Regions from separate parts of the Sus scrofa genome. Here region 2 is linked to region 1. A link is a contact called in public HiChIP or PLAC-seq data. All regions are on one chromosome and are shown on one strand. Each heading gives the region's core, a stretch centred on a gene start, on an enhancer-like site or on the middle of the called end of the contact. The rest is flanking DNA. Distances are from core to core; before and after follow the strand shown. Region 1 overlaps FRMD4A (FERM domain-containing protein 4A). Region 2 overlaps FRMD4A (FERM domain-containing protein 4A).

The links. HiChIP or PLAC-seq counts read pairs in DNA pulled down with a chosen protein or histone mark.
Region 2: an H3K27ac HiChIP or PLAC-seq map of alveolar macrophages shows a contact between it and region 1. The contact joins two enhancer-like sites. A contact is called at or near these places in 3 of 47 Hi-C or Micro-C datasets (embryonic fibroblasts, liver and skeletal muscle) and 2 of 2 datasets of contacts at active chromatin or transcription factors (alveolar macrophages and skeletal muscle).

Annotation. Positions count from the first base shown.
Region 1 is chr10:47,714,725-47,722,443 of Sscrofa11.1, forward strand. All of the region lies in intron 2 of FRMD4A (FERM domain-containing protein 4A), which reads left to right. Among named protein-coding and RNA genes, the nearest start is that of FRMD4A, 330 kb to the left of the region's middle. Within about 2 kb of position 3,702, at least 25 of the 83 cell types and tissues checked have an H3K27ac peak or open chromatin away from gene starts, as enhancers often do. A contact at or near this core is called in alveolar macrophages, where this site is marked.
Region 2 is chr10:47,789,128-47,796,846 of Sscrofa11.1, forward strand. All of the region lies in intron 2 of FRMD4A (FERM domain-containing protein 4A), which reads left to right. Among named protein-coding and RNA genes, the nearest start is that of PRPF18, 330 kb to the right of the region's middle. Within about 2 kb of position 3,089, at least 4 of the 83 cell types and tissues checked have an H3K27ac peak or open chromatin away from gene starts, as enhancers often do. A contact at or near this core is called in alveolar macrophages, where this site is marked.

The DNA of each region.
Region 1 (7,719 bases), core at 2,452-4,951:
CACAGTGGTAAATTTTCTGCTTGTGTGTATTGTACCACTTTTTGGAGGGAAAAAAAAATCAGTTTCTGAAACCCAGAGAGTTGGAGAGTGGAAACCCAACAGGTAAAGTCTTCCATGCTTCCCAAGGGACATGAGGAAGGGGTTCACATCCTGGTTTGGGCTCTGAAGACACGGTCAGTTTCATGAAATCGCTGCCTCATGGGCAGCTCTGTTTTTCGCATTTCAAAATCCAACCCATGTTTAGAGTTTTGGTGGAGGCGGTGGGGTGTTCCCTGGAGAGACTGCCTCGGGCTGCTTAATTGTGGTCAAACTCATGAAGGATATGTCAGCCTGCCCGTTACCGGTGCTTAATTAAGGAGAAGCCTGCTCCCAGCTGTGGTACAATGAGGCCGGGGTCCTGGCTTTATTAAGAGACCCAAACAGAAGGCATTTTGTTTTTAAGTGTCTCCTCGTAGCCACATCTTAAATCATCACCTTTGTTTCTGCATCAGGGGGAAAATAACCAATCCCCCAGTCCAGTTTCCTCCCTCTCTCATGGAAATTTACCTCAAATTATACCACATAGAGACTTCTTTTGAAAAAAAAGAAAAGCGTTCATTTTATTCTGTCTTTCATGACAAATAAAACCGTAAAGTCTCAGCTAATTTTCCTTGTAGATCTTCAAATGCTTTCGTGGCCTGAGTGAGTGTGATTCTATCTTTTTCTCTTGAATCGTTAAAAGATGTTGAATTTCTTCCCATCACCTCTTTCCCTGGCCCTCTTGCCTCTCCAATTTTAGAGTTTCCAGTTGAGGAAAAGGACCGCTTGCAAATTCAGAGACACAGTGAGACTTTGGTTAAATAGATGCTTCACTTATAAGGGCCACTGTGCCTCTGTCTGAAGTTGAGAAGACAGAGAAGAGGTCTAAATAAAGGGAATTTTACATTGAACTGTAGGTGATTGACAATGTTTCAGGTGTACAGCAAAGTTACTCATATATATATATATATATATATATATATATATATATATATATTCTTTTTCAGATTCTTTTCCATTATAGGTTATTATAAGAAATTGAATATAGTTCCCTGGGCTATACAGTAGGTCCTTGTTGTTTATCTATGTTATGTATAGTAGTGTGTATCTATTAATCCCAAATCTGTAATTCACCCCTCTCCCCCTTTCCCCTTTGGTAATAAATAAAGAAAACTTTAGACGGCTGATATCAATACCTGCTGGAGCCTTACTTCCTCCTCACCTGTACACTTGTACTTTGGTGGGTCCCAGATCACCTGCTTCCACCTGCAGGTCATTGCGCCCTGCTGAGAACTTGACCACTGCGCTGGCGAGAAGAATGTGAAAACTTCTGGCACAGGCAGGTGGAGCAGGGTCTGGCCTGACATGCTTTCCCTCTAGCCTTATGCCCAGCTGTGAATTACCTGGCTTGCCCTTCCGTATATCTTTTGGTCTGTTTGCTCTCAGTCCATCTAGTTTCCAGCCACCTGGTTAACCTGAACTCTAAATTCATTATTCACAGATACTTGGATTGCCTGCTTGGCACTCATTGATTCACCTCGACCTTTAAACTCTGGATGTCTGTGAGCACTGTCCTGATTTCCCAAACATGATTTGCCTGACTCTCCACCCCCCATGTAGTTCTTGGTTTTCCAAGCTCTGTTGCTAAATCCTAAGCCACCTCTACTATCCTTGGTCAGCCAGGGGTGCAGAACAGACCGTGCTACCCATAATCAGGCTAATTTGAATGGTTTCAAAAAAGCCATACTCCAAATAATATTTTTATCCACAAGAGATCTTAATGAGAAAGTGCAGTATTAAATTCTTCAGCGGTAGTCTAGGCAACTCACTCCATTAATAAGCTTATCCTAAAACAGGCCTAATTTTGTATCTATCAAGGGATTTTGCTTCTTGGCTTGCTTTGAATTTGCAATACAAACATCCAGTTCATGAACTAATTCAATCCCCTTGACCAACTCGACTGGAGAACTCATGGTTGCTTTTTGTTTTTATATGTTTTGGGGTTTTCTGTCATTGTTATGGATATTGTTTCATGAGAGGACTTTTGTTAATTCCGAAAAAATGGGATAGATAGAAGTGAATAGATGTGTTGGAATACAGTCTCTGGAACCAGGCAGCGCTGTGGCTGGTTGGAGTCCAGACTTCTGGACTAGGTGATACTAAGGATACAAAGCCCCAGTGTGGACAATGTAGTGGTCAGGAGATTGTCTCCAGCTGGGTCCTTCAGATGGCAAATGTCCTTTATCTCTCTGCTTTCTCTTTCCCCTTGAGAAAAGCATTCTAAGAAAGCACGGGGAAAACACAGCTAGAGAGTGGCTTCCCAAAGTCATTATCTCACCAAAATTGCATCTGACCTACAAAAGTGGCATTGACCCCACCTCCATTAGCAAGGCCATTCCACCCCCATTCATCAAGCCTCCAGCATTGTCACTGTCATCCTGTGTCATGTCTCCACTACTTAAGGGGATGTAGGGCAGACCCTGTGTGCCTGCTTTTTGAGAAACGAAAGCAAGAATAACAGAAACTCCCATTATGGAGCTTAAGCTACTTCAGGGTAGATTTTATAAAGGCACACCACCCAAGAGCAGCAGGAAAAGCCACAGCCTACACTCTTATATAAAATACACATTTTCATTCATTCTTTGTCATTACATTTCTATTAAGCTCAAGACACTAAGGATTTTTTTTTAATAGGGTTCACTAAATTCTTTAGAATTTTGGAGAGGAGACTTTACTAGAAATGAGTACTACATTTTAAAAAAACCCTCTAATCTATTATAAGCAGCATAATATTATAAAGAATGCCATGCCTGCAGTTTGGGCAAGGGTCAAAAGGAACCTACGATTAAAAGTAAATGTTTTCGGAGTTCCTGTGTGGCTCAGTGGGTTAAGGATCCATCGTTGTCACTGCAGGGGCTCAGGTAGCTGCTGTGGTGTGGGAGTCAATCCCTGGTCTGGGAACTTCCACGTGCAAAGAAAAAAAAAAGAAGGTAATTTTTTTTCCTGATTTACCCCTTACCAATTCTACCTGCCTTCTTTTATGTCTGAAGGAGAAACACTGACTGCCTCCTCCCTGAGTTATCCTCAAACCTCTTCACAGCTTCGAGACACACATTTTCTACCATCTTCCCAGTTCCCGCTGAAAGGGAAAGTTCTCTCTCAGCAGCTCTCCTCTGAGCAGTAACTCATCTTAATCTCCCTCTGCGAGAAGCAAGGGGAGATGGTTCTCAAGCAACCAACAGACCCTCTCCCCAACTTTACAGCCTCACCTCCCACAGACCCTGGACCATTACCCTTCCAAGTGCTTCTAATCCCTAAACAAAACAAGGCAGCTATTTTGTCACAGAAGGCTGTGATTACATCAACACAGGCCTGCAAAAATAACTGCTCAAAAATCATCCATGGAAACCAAATAACAAGAGATTAAGAAAGAGAGGCTCGGGGGTGGGGGGTGGTGCAGTGAGGTCTTCTCTTCAAGGTCTGGACTGATTTTTTTTTTTTTTTTTTTCCAAACGGCTCTGCTTTTCTTTCTACTGGGACCTGGCATGTATATGAGAACTGACTTTCGTAACTCGGGTAATTGATAGGATGACATCACTTTTATGGCCTTAGGAGCCCTTTATAATCGTTTGTAGAACTTGGGGGAGAGATTTCTAAACATAGCTCTTGGCGTGCAGCTCTGAAGCACTTAAGCCAGAGGGCAGTCCCTGCCTCTCTGCTACTTTCCCAGGGACTCAAAATATTTTTATGTACACAGCGAGCATTTTTTAAAAAATTGTTCTCCTGCCCCCAAATGATCACAGCTCACTCCCTAGCATTTCTATCCGCGGGTCTCTTGGGTTCCCAGGTTGAGGAAGGATGACGCACAGATGACGCTCTGTCAGTGCTGGGACATTTTCCAGACCCAAATATGGGATTCAGTGTGTTCGTGAGTAGTTCTGAAATGCCTCAGGATTTGCATAGACTGTTTGGGTTTTGCCTGTCGCCCACTCATTTCACCATACCAGTGCTAGTTCTAACTATCCTTTTCCCAAAGAGCTGGCAGTGGGATTATAAAGTGACGCATGGGAGCTTCCAAAAAGTGTTTAGACTTTTGTCCAAGATGGTGGGCGTGGGAGTGTCAGAAGCAGAAGGGAGAAGGAGGCGAGGGGAAATTCTGGGACCTTCTGCACTCTCTGCTTCTGTTTCCCCAGAGTCTGTCTGCATGCTGGGGGCCAAGTCAAAAAAGACAGAAGGCCAGCCATCGTCCTGCTGGCTGTTTCACCCCACCCTACCCAAAGTCTATGTGCTAGAATTCAATCAGGAGAGCAGAATTGCTACCACCTCTTACTCACTAGGATGGCTATAATCAAAAGGACAGACCTTAACAAGATTGGCAAAGATGTGGAGAAATTAAAACGTTCATGCACTGCTGGTGGGAAAGTAAAAATGGTGCAGCAGCTATGGAAGACAGCCTGGCTGTTCTTCAAAAGGTTAAACATGGAATTAACCTATGATCCAGCAATGCTACTCCTAGGCTGCTCTCCAAAAGAGATGAAAAACATACATCCAAACACAAATCAATACGTGAATGTCCATAGCAGCCTTCTTCATAATAGCCCCAAAGTATAAACCACCCAAATGCCCACCAATGGCTGAATGTGTTATCTCTACACGATGAAATTTTCTTCAGCTGGAAAAAGCAATGAAGTGCTGATGTGTGTGCTGTAACATGATGAACCTTGAAAACAGGATGCTCAGTAAAAGTGTCACAAAGATCACATTTAGATTAAATGTCCAGAACAGGCAAGTCTATAGAATCAGGGCTTGTGGCAGTCTAGGGGATGGAGGGAGAGAAATGAGAAGCAGTAGTGCCAGCTAATAAATATGTGGTTTCATTTGGGGTTGATGAAAATGTTCTAAAATTAGGTTGTGGTGATGGTTGAACAATCCAGTGAGTACACTAAAATCCACTGAATTGTGTAGTTGAAATGGGTGAAGTGTATAGCATGTAAGTTCTCTCTCAATAAACTGTTCTTTTTGTAAAGAACACTAACAAAGAATGAGAGGCCACCTTTCCTTAATGAAGAAAGCTTCCCATTCTGTCCAGATTGGCATTTGGGTTACACATGGAGATTTTATAACATAAGCATTCAGTGGCAGTTCCCATCATGGCTCAGCAGAAATTAATCTGACTAGCATCCATGAATACATAGGTTCAATCCCTGGTCTTGCTCAGTGGGTTAAGGATCCGGCATTGCCATGAGCTGTGGTGTAGGTTGAAGATGTGGCTCAGATCAGGCATTGCTGTGGCTATGGTGTAGATCAGTGGCTATGGCTCTGATTCGACCCCTACCCTGGGAACCTCCGTACGCCAAGGGTGCAGCCTTAAAAAGACAAAAAAAAAAAAAAAAAAAAAAAAAAAAAAAAAAAAAAGGCATTCAATGGGTGGGAAGAACTAAACATGCAAAAGAATTTAACCCTAAGTTTGAACCTGTCTTGGAAGTTGGGGGAAATCTAGAATGAAAATATGAATTAGTAGCTTAGAGCCAGAAAGGTCCAGAGAAATATGGACAGAGAAATGTTAACTGTACACAAACCTCCCCCCCCCAAAAAAAAATCTGCTTTCTGCAAAACCTGAAGATTTGACTGACGGATGTTTCTGAACAACCCCATGCTTTTCCCCTTGCTATTGTGGATTCGTTTGTTTTCCAGCACCTTCTCAGGCTCCTTTTGCAATCAGCTGCCTGTGGATCTTCTTTACTTCTTCCAAGATAACAGATGTGGCTTTTAGTAAGACCTGAATTCTGGCCGAAATGTCCTGGCTTTGGGTCTCAACTGGCTACGTCTTGCTATTGGAGAAATGACCTTTAACCCTTAAATTCTATCAGTAAAGATAACATAATTCATCCAGGAGAATCTTTTAAAAAATGTTATATGTGCCTCCCAGTAGCTGAATTTAAGCTGACCTAGAGCATAGGAGTTCTCCCGTCAATCTTATGGCTGACATTTTCTAAAATAGATGTCAGTAAATAACCAGGGAGTAATTAAAATGGGTTAATTAGATTGCACTTCTGAATATATTTCTTTGGTTGCTATAAATAGATTTTTCCGTGTGTGTGCCATTTCCTGTGCCTTTGCATATTTGCCAATTTTGTTCTTAATGAGTCTCCACGTTACTTCCAGCTTAGCATTTTTCCAAGTTCTCCTCAAAGCAATAATTATGTCTGAAAACATCCCTGGAGTCAGGCAGAGGCATTTATTGCTTTTTTTAAAAAAAAAAAAATTCTTCTCTCTTTACAAAAACAATGAAGGAGAGTCTGGGAGCAGGAATGGAAAACCCAAAGGCATGGAGAAGGAGAGAGCTGGACCGAGGGTGGGAATAGCTGGCAGAAGGGTGCCCAGTCAGGGCCCAGGACAGCCACAGGTGCACCACGAGGCCCTGTCCACCTCTGCTGCCTTTGTCCTGGGTGGGAGCTCCTGGCGTCACCACACCTGCCTCCCCCAGGGTCGGCGCCTGATTTGGGGTCCCAGCCTCCATTACCTCCCCAAACGTAGAACCATGGAACCAAGACTCATTTCTACCTGTCATGTCACCCCAGGGCAGACAGTAGGCAAACACACAGCAACTGACCCAATCCTGCCAACCAACTCGGTACTTAGACTCTTCATCCCAAACATTAGCAGAAGTTCACGGAAGGAGGGGTGATGCAGGATCTCTCTGTGTGCCTGTCTCTTTATTTTTATTTATTTTTTTGATTGGAGCTGCATCTGCAAACTACACTGCAGCTCACGGCAACACCAGCTCCCTAACCCGCTGAGCGGAGCCAGGGATGGAACCCACCTCCCTATGGACACTAGCCGGATTTGTTACCACTGTGCCACAAAGGGAACCCCCTGCCTCTCCCTTTAGACACCCAGCAGGTCACCAGTTGGTGACTGTCTAGGTTAAGCGATCAGCTGACTAAGTGGTAAAACACCTCAAAAACCCCACTTTTGTATTACCTCCAAGGCAAGGATAAAGCAAGTGACTAAAAGGTGTTAGGAGTCAGTAAGACCAATCTACGTCATTTCTTCACCTGGTAAGCCCTGGTGTCAGGTCCCAGTGCCATCACAGTATTCATGTGGCCTGGACAGGCCACTCTCATTTCCTCACACACACAGACACACGTCTGCACAGATGCACACACAGACACGCACAAGATATGCAGACCGACAAGCACACAGATACACAGAGACACATGTCCACATCCAACTGCTCTGAGCATTATACATGCCTTCTAAAAGCACAGGGCATCATGGCTGATGGTAGCAATACTGTTTGCATGCATAGCCTCTCAAATGCCATCAGGGAAGCTGCCCTGTGAAAGTCAGAATTAGTCACCCAAAGTCTAGGGCAGAATCAGAGATAAGATTGAAGAGACAAGGCCAGAGAAAGTGGGCAGCACCTGCCACCAGCACTCAGGCATGACCTGTCCCTGTCACCTGAACTTCCGTGGGCTCAGAAACATCCTCTGATGTTACCAGGCTCGAGCTGCAGGCTCCACGTCCTTGTCCCCAAGTGCGGTAAAGACTTCAGGGTAGTTTCAGTAGGTCTTGCTGTTCTCAGGAATTAATATGTTTATATTCAGGCATGTTTTTTTAAAAGCTTATTATGGCATCTTTAGACTTAAAAGATTCCCAGACCATAAGCTAAATATATATTTAACTTTTTTTTATTTT
Region 2 (7,719 bases), core at 1,839-4,338, 74 kb after region 1:
ATAATAATTAATTACCCTGTATTTTAAAGAAGCCCCTGAGAACATCTGAAACCTTTTGGATTAACGAATTCCTATTTATTGTGAATTCTCTCTCTCTCCCCTTCTCTCCCCCTCTCCTTTTCTCTCTCCCTCTCCCCATCCCCCTCCCTCCCTTCCTTCCCACCCACATCCCCCCTCCACCCGTCTCTGTCTCCATAACAAAGCAATCTACCTTTTGGAACAACAGGGATGCATCTTGAGGAACTTATGCTAAGTGAGTTAGTCAGGCAGAGAAAGGCAAATACTATACAATATCCCTTATACGTGGAATCTTAAAAGGCTGAACGCCTAGGAATAGAAATAGTAGGATAGTGATTACCAGTGGCTGGGGGATGGGAGGCCTGGGGAAATGTTTTTTTAAGGGCACAGACTTGCCCCAAGTAGAGCAATCAGCCCCGGGAAGCTAATGCACAGCACAGTGATGAGAGTCAACAACGCTCTCCATAACCTCCCAACTGGCCAAGAGACTAGATCTGCTCTTTATTCTCGCCGCAAAAAGAGAAATAAGTATGTGATGTGGGAGCAATGTGCCAGGGGAGTCAAATTGCAAACTACGAATGTATCAGATCAGCACCTTGTATATTATAAATTCACACCACATTACATGTCAGTAAAAAGTAACAGAGTCTAGGATCTGGTGTTGAAACTAAGAGCTCAGGTCACTGCTATGGCTCAGTGACCAATCTGACTAGTATCCATGAGGATGCGGGTTCAATCCCTGGCCTGGGAACTACCACATGCCTCAGGCATGGTCCAAAAAACACTAATAAGAACAAAAGTCTAGAGCAAATAAGGCAAAGTATTCAATTTTTTTTTCTTCTATTTAGGAGTGCACCCATGGCATATGGAGGTTCCCAGGCTAGGGGTCAAATCAGAGCTATAGCTGCCAGCCTACACAATAGCCACAGCTATGTGGAATCCAAGCTGCATTAGCAACCTACACCACAGCTCATGGCAATGCCGGATACTTAACCCACTGAGCAAGGCCAGGGATTGAGCCCACATCCTCATGGATGCTAGTCAGATTAGTTTCTGCTAAGCCGTGATGGGACCACCAAAATATTCAATCTTAATGGTAGTTATTCAAGAGTCTATTTTCTGTACTTTTCTGAATGCTTATGTTTCATCATTTAACATACTTTTTAAAGAGGAACATCAAAATTTAACAAGAGAAATTCCCGCTGTGGTGAAATGGGATCAGCACGTTTCTGGAGAGCTGGGACACAGGTTCGATCCCCAGCCTGGCACCGTAGCTAAGGATCTGGTGTTGCCACAGCTGCAGCATAGGTTGCAGCTGAGGCTCAGATTGATCCCTGGCCTGGGACATCCATGTGTCTTGGGGCAGCCAAAAATGAAAAAAAAAAAAAATTTAACAAGAAAAGAATTTTAAGTACTGTTGTATGATGAGGAACTCGGTGTAGTGGGAAGGAACTTGGGCGTGTATAAATATTTGATCTATAGCAGCCCTACGTAGATACTGGTAGGGAAGAGTATTGGTGAGCAGTGCTCAGGACCGAGTGGGAAAAGCTATGTCTATTTTCATTCTGAATGTCCCACAGATTCACTGGGAACCTCTGGGCAGGCCAGGAACTCCTCATTGCCCATCTCTGCATCTGTCAGGCAGAGGGGCTTACACAAGCTTTTGGGCCTCAGGGTGCTGCTATGAACAACGCATTAGAGCACAGCCATGCAGGCACTGTAAGTGTCCTGGGACTGAAAGTTGGGGCATCTTGTTTTGTCTAATCTGGGACCCACCTTGGATTTCCCACTGAACTGGAGATTGAAGTTCAGGCTCCCTTTCTGGTTCTCGCTACGGACTTTTTCGTACATAAAAAGGAACTGAATTTAGACTCTCAGGATGTGGAAGAAAACCTTGGGGAAGGGGGCTCTGCCCCACATTCATCACTGCCATTGCTGACCTGCTGAGGGTTCTAGGGCTCCCAGGGTCTGAGCGGCTGCAAGGACCCAGAAGTTCACATGTGGGTGTGGCTACGCTGCACACCACGTCCCAGAATGACGTCCAGTGACACTTCAGGGGTTCGCCGTGACTGGTCATCATTCCCATCTATTTAAAGCAAACAATGTGCCCTCGTGGCTGAATGAAGTTGTGGGTTTCCTCAATGGACCCAAATTCCCTCTTAAGTTTAGTCACAGAGGATCAGGAAGAACACTCCTGGCAAGGATGGGGCCCTGCAGAAGAAAGGGATGGAATGCAGGATGCTATTATGTATGACCAGGATATTTCCTATGATTTATTTACAGGACGTACCTCACTTGGGATCTCATTAAAGCTCACAATAGTTAGGTCCAGGACCTAAACCAAATAACATCTAACACAGTGGGCAGGGGGCATTGTATAGAGACAAAAGCTGCCAGATATCAAGCCCTCCGTTGATGCCGAAAATGCAAATAAGAATATTAGTAGTGTATGTTTTATTAAACATGTGCTGTGTGCCAAAAACGCTCTCTACATTATGCAATGCAATCCTCATAGCAACTCTGCGAGTAGGAAACTGAGGCTGAAAGAAGTGTAGACCTCATTAGCCTAAGGTCATTAGTACCACTAGTACAACAGCTAGTATGTGGTTGACATGTAATTCAAACCCAGGCAGCCTAGTGCCATAGCCTGCACTCCTAACTTCTTTGCTATGTCTCTTGGCGCCTTGGGGCAGGAAAATGGGTCCTATTCTGGTTTCAGCCTGTCATGGAGACAGATAAGGAAAGTCCTGCCTGAAGAGTCAGATTGACCTGTTCAAAGCTGTACAGGGACAAGCAACAGAATCATAGAGGTGGCTGTGCTCACCACTAGGGTTATGGCAAAAACAGAATCCTCAGATAACTGCTGCGACAGTAGGTACCAGAGGTTATGCCAGCCTAGCCAACAGGGGGCAGTGATGAGCCAACTATGACATCATTGACTTGAGACCACCTCCAGGTGAGCAGAACTCTGCTTGGGTGGGGATGATTTCGATGCCCAGAGGCAGCCAGGGACAGTGATCAGCAAACACATCACCTCGATGCCTATTCTCTTTGGTGTTTCCTGTTTTCCATTGCTTCCAGGAACTCCCTCCCCCTCCATCCGTTCCACCAGAAACCAACTCTGAGACTTCTCACTGTGAGCCCTTGATCCACCAACTTCTGCTTTTGCTCAAAGTTAAGCCGCAGGGAGTTCCCGCTGTGGCACAGTGGGTTAAGAATCTGACTGCAGGAGTTCCTGTCGTGGTGCGGTGGAAACGAATCTGACTAGGAACCATGAGATTGCCCGTTCAATCCCTGTCCTCGCTTAGTGATTTAAGGATCTGGTGTTGCCATGAGCTGTGGTGTAGGTCGCAGACTCGGCTGGTTTCTGGCATTGCTGTGGCTGTGGCATAGGCCAATGGCTGTAGCTCCGATTGGACCCCTAGCCTGGGAACCTCCATATGCTGCGGGTGTGGCCCAAAAAAAAAAAAAAAAAAAGAATCTGACTGCAGCAGCACCTTGGGTCCCTGCCAAGGTTCCAGTTTGATCCCCAGCCCAATACAGTGGGTTAAGGATCTGGTGTTGCCACCGTTGCAGCATAGGTCATAGCTGTAGCTTGGATTCCATCCCTGGCCCCGGGAACTTTCATATGCCTTGGGTGCAGACATTAAAAAAAAAAAAAAAAAAAAAAAAAAAAAAGTTAAGCCTCAGTGGAAAGAACACATTTTGAGGAGCTGAGTATAGACTCGGATTCAAATCTGCCTCTTTCTGGGTGTGGACTTGTAGCAAGTTACTTAACATTTCTTAGCCTCAATTTCTGGATCTCTACAATGGAAATTAGTAATACCTACTGTGCAGTGTTGCTGCAAGACTTAGATGATTCACATAATGTGCCTGGTGCCACACAATAAATAATAGCCATTATTATTGTCATAATTATTATTATTAATCATTATTAGATGCCAGTTTAGGTTGTACCCATTTCCGAGGGAATTTTCTTTTTAAAGAGCACAGGAGGAGTTCCCGTCATGGTGCAGTGGTTAATGAATCCGACTAGGAACCATGAGGTTGCGGGTTCTATCCCTGGCCTTGCTCAGTGGGTTAAGGATCCGGCGTTGCCATGAGCTGCGGTATAGGTTGCAGACGTGGCTCAAATCCTGCGTTGCTATGGCTCTGGCATAGGCCAGTGGCTATAGCTCTGATTAGACCCCTAGCCTGGGAATCTCCATATGCCGTGGCAGCAGCCCTAGAAAAGGCAAAAAGACAAAAAAAAAAAAAAAAAAAAAAAAAAAAAAGCACAGGAGGCATTCTTTGCACATTCTAAAGATATTTTCCTTTCTCTCTATTTTCTGTCCCATCTTCTATTGAAAACTCAAGACCAAAATTGTCCCCAAGCATCCTCACCTCTGCTTAGGATCACCTATTCATTGATTGTTTGATTGATTGATTGATTGATTGATGGTTTTTAGGGCCACACTCAAGGTATATGGAAGTTCCCAGGCTGGGGGTTGAATTGGAGCTACAGCTGCTGGCCTACGCCACAGCCACAGCAGTGCCAGATCTGAGTTGCATCTGTAACCTACACTACAGCAACGCCGGATCCCCGACCCACTGAGCGAGTCCATAGATTGAACCTGCATCCTCATGGATCCTAGTCAGGTTCCTTAACTGCTGAGCCACAAAGGGAACTCCCAGGATCCGCTATTCAGACCACAGTGTTTATTTGCTTTGTTTGGAATTTTTGAGACATCGAAAAAGGCAGTGACATCCAAGAAAAGACCTGCAAAGATCTTCCCAAGACCCTCTTGGAGAAGATCATAAAACATAAAATATAAACCAGAGCCAACATCAAAACAATTCAGAATTTACTAACTAGAGACAAAAGGGGAGATGGAGAGACCTCTATGTCAAGATAGAAAATACACCTGCTGGGTTATTAAATGTCTTTGTCAGGCCTCCACACACACTTTTCGAAATCTTCAGAAAGCAGTGCAGGTATATTCCATACGACTGGCAGTGCATGCATCACTTGTCCAGCCCTAGCTCCTTTATTGCTTCAGATCGACTATAATTTAGGCCGCCTTCATTAAAACAATTGTATGGAATTGCATATAAACATCCATCCAGTGCTGTTTCCGACCATCACAGACGCTTCTTTGTTTTTTATTAGCTGGATGGATTTCACTCTAAAAATCTATTGGCTAATGATCACAATGCTTGGCCAAAAGGAAGTGATAAAGCAAGATGAAATACACAGTTTACAGATGAACAAACTGTGAGGACTTTGACTAATGAAAAACACAACAAAGCGCTGCCGTGAGTCCTCCCTTTGAGGAAACCCTGAGTGAGGCATACAGACAAGTGCAGAAATGGTTACCCTAAAGTGCTGCAGGGAGGGATTGGGAGCTTGGGGTCAACGGATGCAAACTACTGCTCATGGAATAGATTTGCAATGACATCCTGCTGTGTTGCACTGAGAACTATGTCTAGATACTTACAACACAGCATGACAATGGGAGAAAAAATTATGTACACTTGTATGTGTAACTGGGTCCCCATGCTGTACAGTGGGAAAAAAAAAAGTGTGTTGGGGAAATAACAATAAAAAATAAATTAAAAAAAAAGAAAGAAAAAAATAGAAAGTGCTGCAAACAGCAGAGATGTGCACGGGCTGTCTTAGAGCAGGAGAGAGTTGACAGATGTAGGCAACAGGTCGGGGACCACTTCGGATTCTGTTCCCTCCCATGTCCCAGCCCCCACCAGTGGCTACTGATGAATATATCTGAGGATCTTTGGCTTTATCCCGGATACAAGAGAGGGTTTTTTTTTTGGGGGGGGGGTTTAAAGAATGGAACAACATGATCATATTTCATTTTTGATAGGAAGGCAACCAGTTGTGAAGGGTTTCCATCAGAATTAAATTCTTTTGTTTTGTTTTGTTTTACATGTACACATTGTTTTTCTCACATTATCATGCTCCAAGAATTAAAATCTGAAAAGCAGGAGTTCCCATCGTGGCTCAGTGGTTAACGAAGTTGACTAGCATCCATGAGGACATGGGTTGATCCCTGGCCTCAATCAGTGGGTTAAGGATCGGGTGTTGCTGTGAGCTGTGGTGTAGGCTGGAAGCTGCAGCTCTGATTCAGCCCCTAGCCTGGGAACTTCCAGATGCCATGGGTGTGGCCTTAAAAAGAATTTTTTAAAAAATGTTTAAAAGCACAATTCTACAGGCAAGAATATTTATTCCTTCATTTATTTCATTCTTTAGTGAATATTTATTGAACGTTTGCTGTGTGCCAGGGACTGTCCTAGGCTCAAGAGAGTCAGCAAAAAACAAAACAGACAACAGACATAAATCCCTGCTCTTCTGGGAAGTACAGATAATGAGCAAAGCACATGAGTAAATACATTGTATAGTCTGTTAGAAGGTGATAAGGGCAAAAGAGAAAAATAAGCCAGGGAAGGGATGAGAAAGAAGGACAGGAGGGCCAGTGGGAAGGGTTGCTGTTTTTACAAAAGATTGTCATAGATCATTACAAGTTTGGCACTTGAAGAATTGAGTGATGTCTCTGAAAAATAAAGAAAACTTACTTTTGAGTTCCCATGGCGGCTCAGTGGGTTACAAACCTGAGGATGTGGGTTCGATCCCTGGCCTTGCTCAGTGCGTTAAGGAACCTGCATTGCCATGAGCTGCGGTGTAGGTCGCAGACAGGCTCGGATCCCATGTTGGTGTGGCCGTGGTGTAGGCCAGCAGCTGCAGCTCCAATCCGACTCCTACCCTGGGAACTAACTTCCATATGCCCCAGGTATGGTCCTAAAAAACAAATACAAAAACAAAACAAACAAAAAAGTTGCTTTGATATATCTCTACTTAAAAAACAAACAAACAAACAAAAAAAAACCCAGAAAGATCTCTCTAAGAAGGTGGCATTTAAGCAGGGACCTTGCCTGGGCTGATATCTGGGGAGGTGCATTCCAGGCAGAGGGAAACACAAAGACCCTGGGCTGGAGGGAGTCTGAGCCTGAGGACAACAGCAGTGAAGCCAGGACACATCTGGAGCAGAGCAAAGACCACAGTGATGGGACAGTGGTGCACAGGAATGAGCAGTAGCAACATCTGGGCACTTATTAGAAATGCAGATTCTTACACCCCCAACCCAGACCTATAAATCAGAAACTTTCAGGGGAGGGAGTGGTCGGGGGGAGATGAGACCCAGTGATCTGTATTGACAAGCCTTCCAGGCACCCCTGATGCTGCCTTAAATCTGAGAACAGTGCCTGAAAGCTGGGTCCTGAACCCTCTCTTCCCCCTACAGTATCTTTCCTGGTCAGTCATATCCATTGCCACAAATTTAAAAGCTCTCTATCTTCAGACATCACCAATGTTTTTTTCTTTTCCACCAAGATAGCTCTTTATATATATATATACATATACATATATATGTGTGTGTGTGTATATATATATATATCTCTTTTTTTTGGCCATCCCGAGGCTTATGGAGTTCTCAGGCCAAGGAGCAGATCACAGCCCAGTTGCAACCTACGCCAGATCATATAACCCACAGTGCCCGGCAGGGATCAAACCTGTGACCCAGCAGTCCAGAGATGCCACTGATACCATTGCGCCATATCAGGAACTCCAGATGGCTCTTTCTGAGTCTAATCTTGCATATCCAATCGCCATCTCAACACCACAGCCTAACTAACTTTCTATTTGAGTCA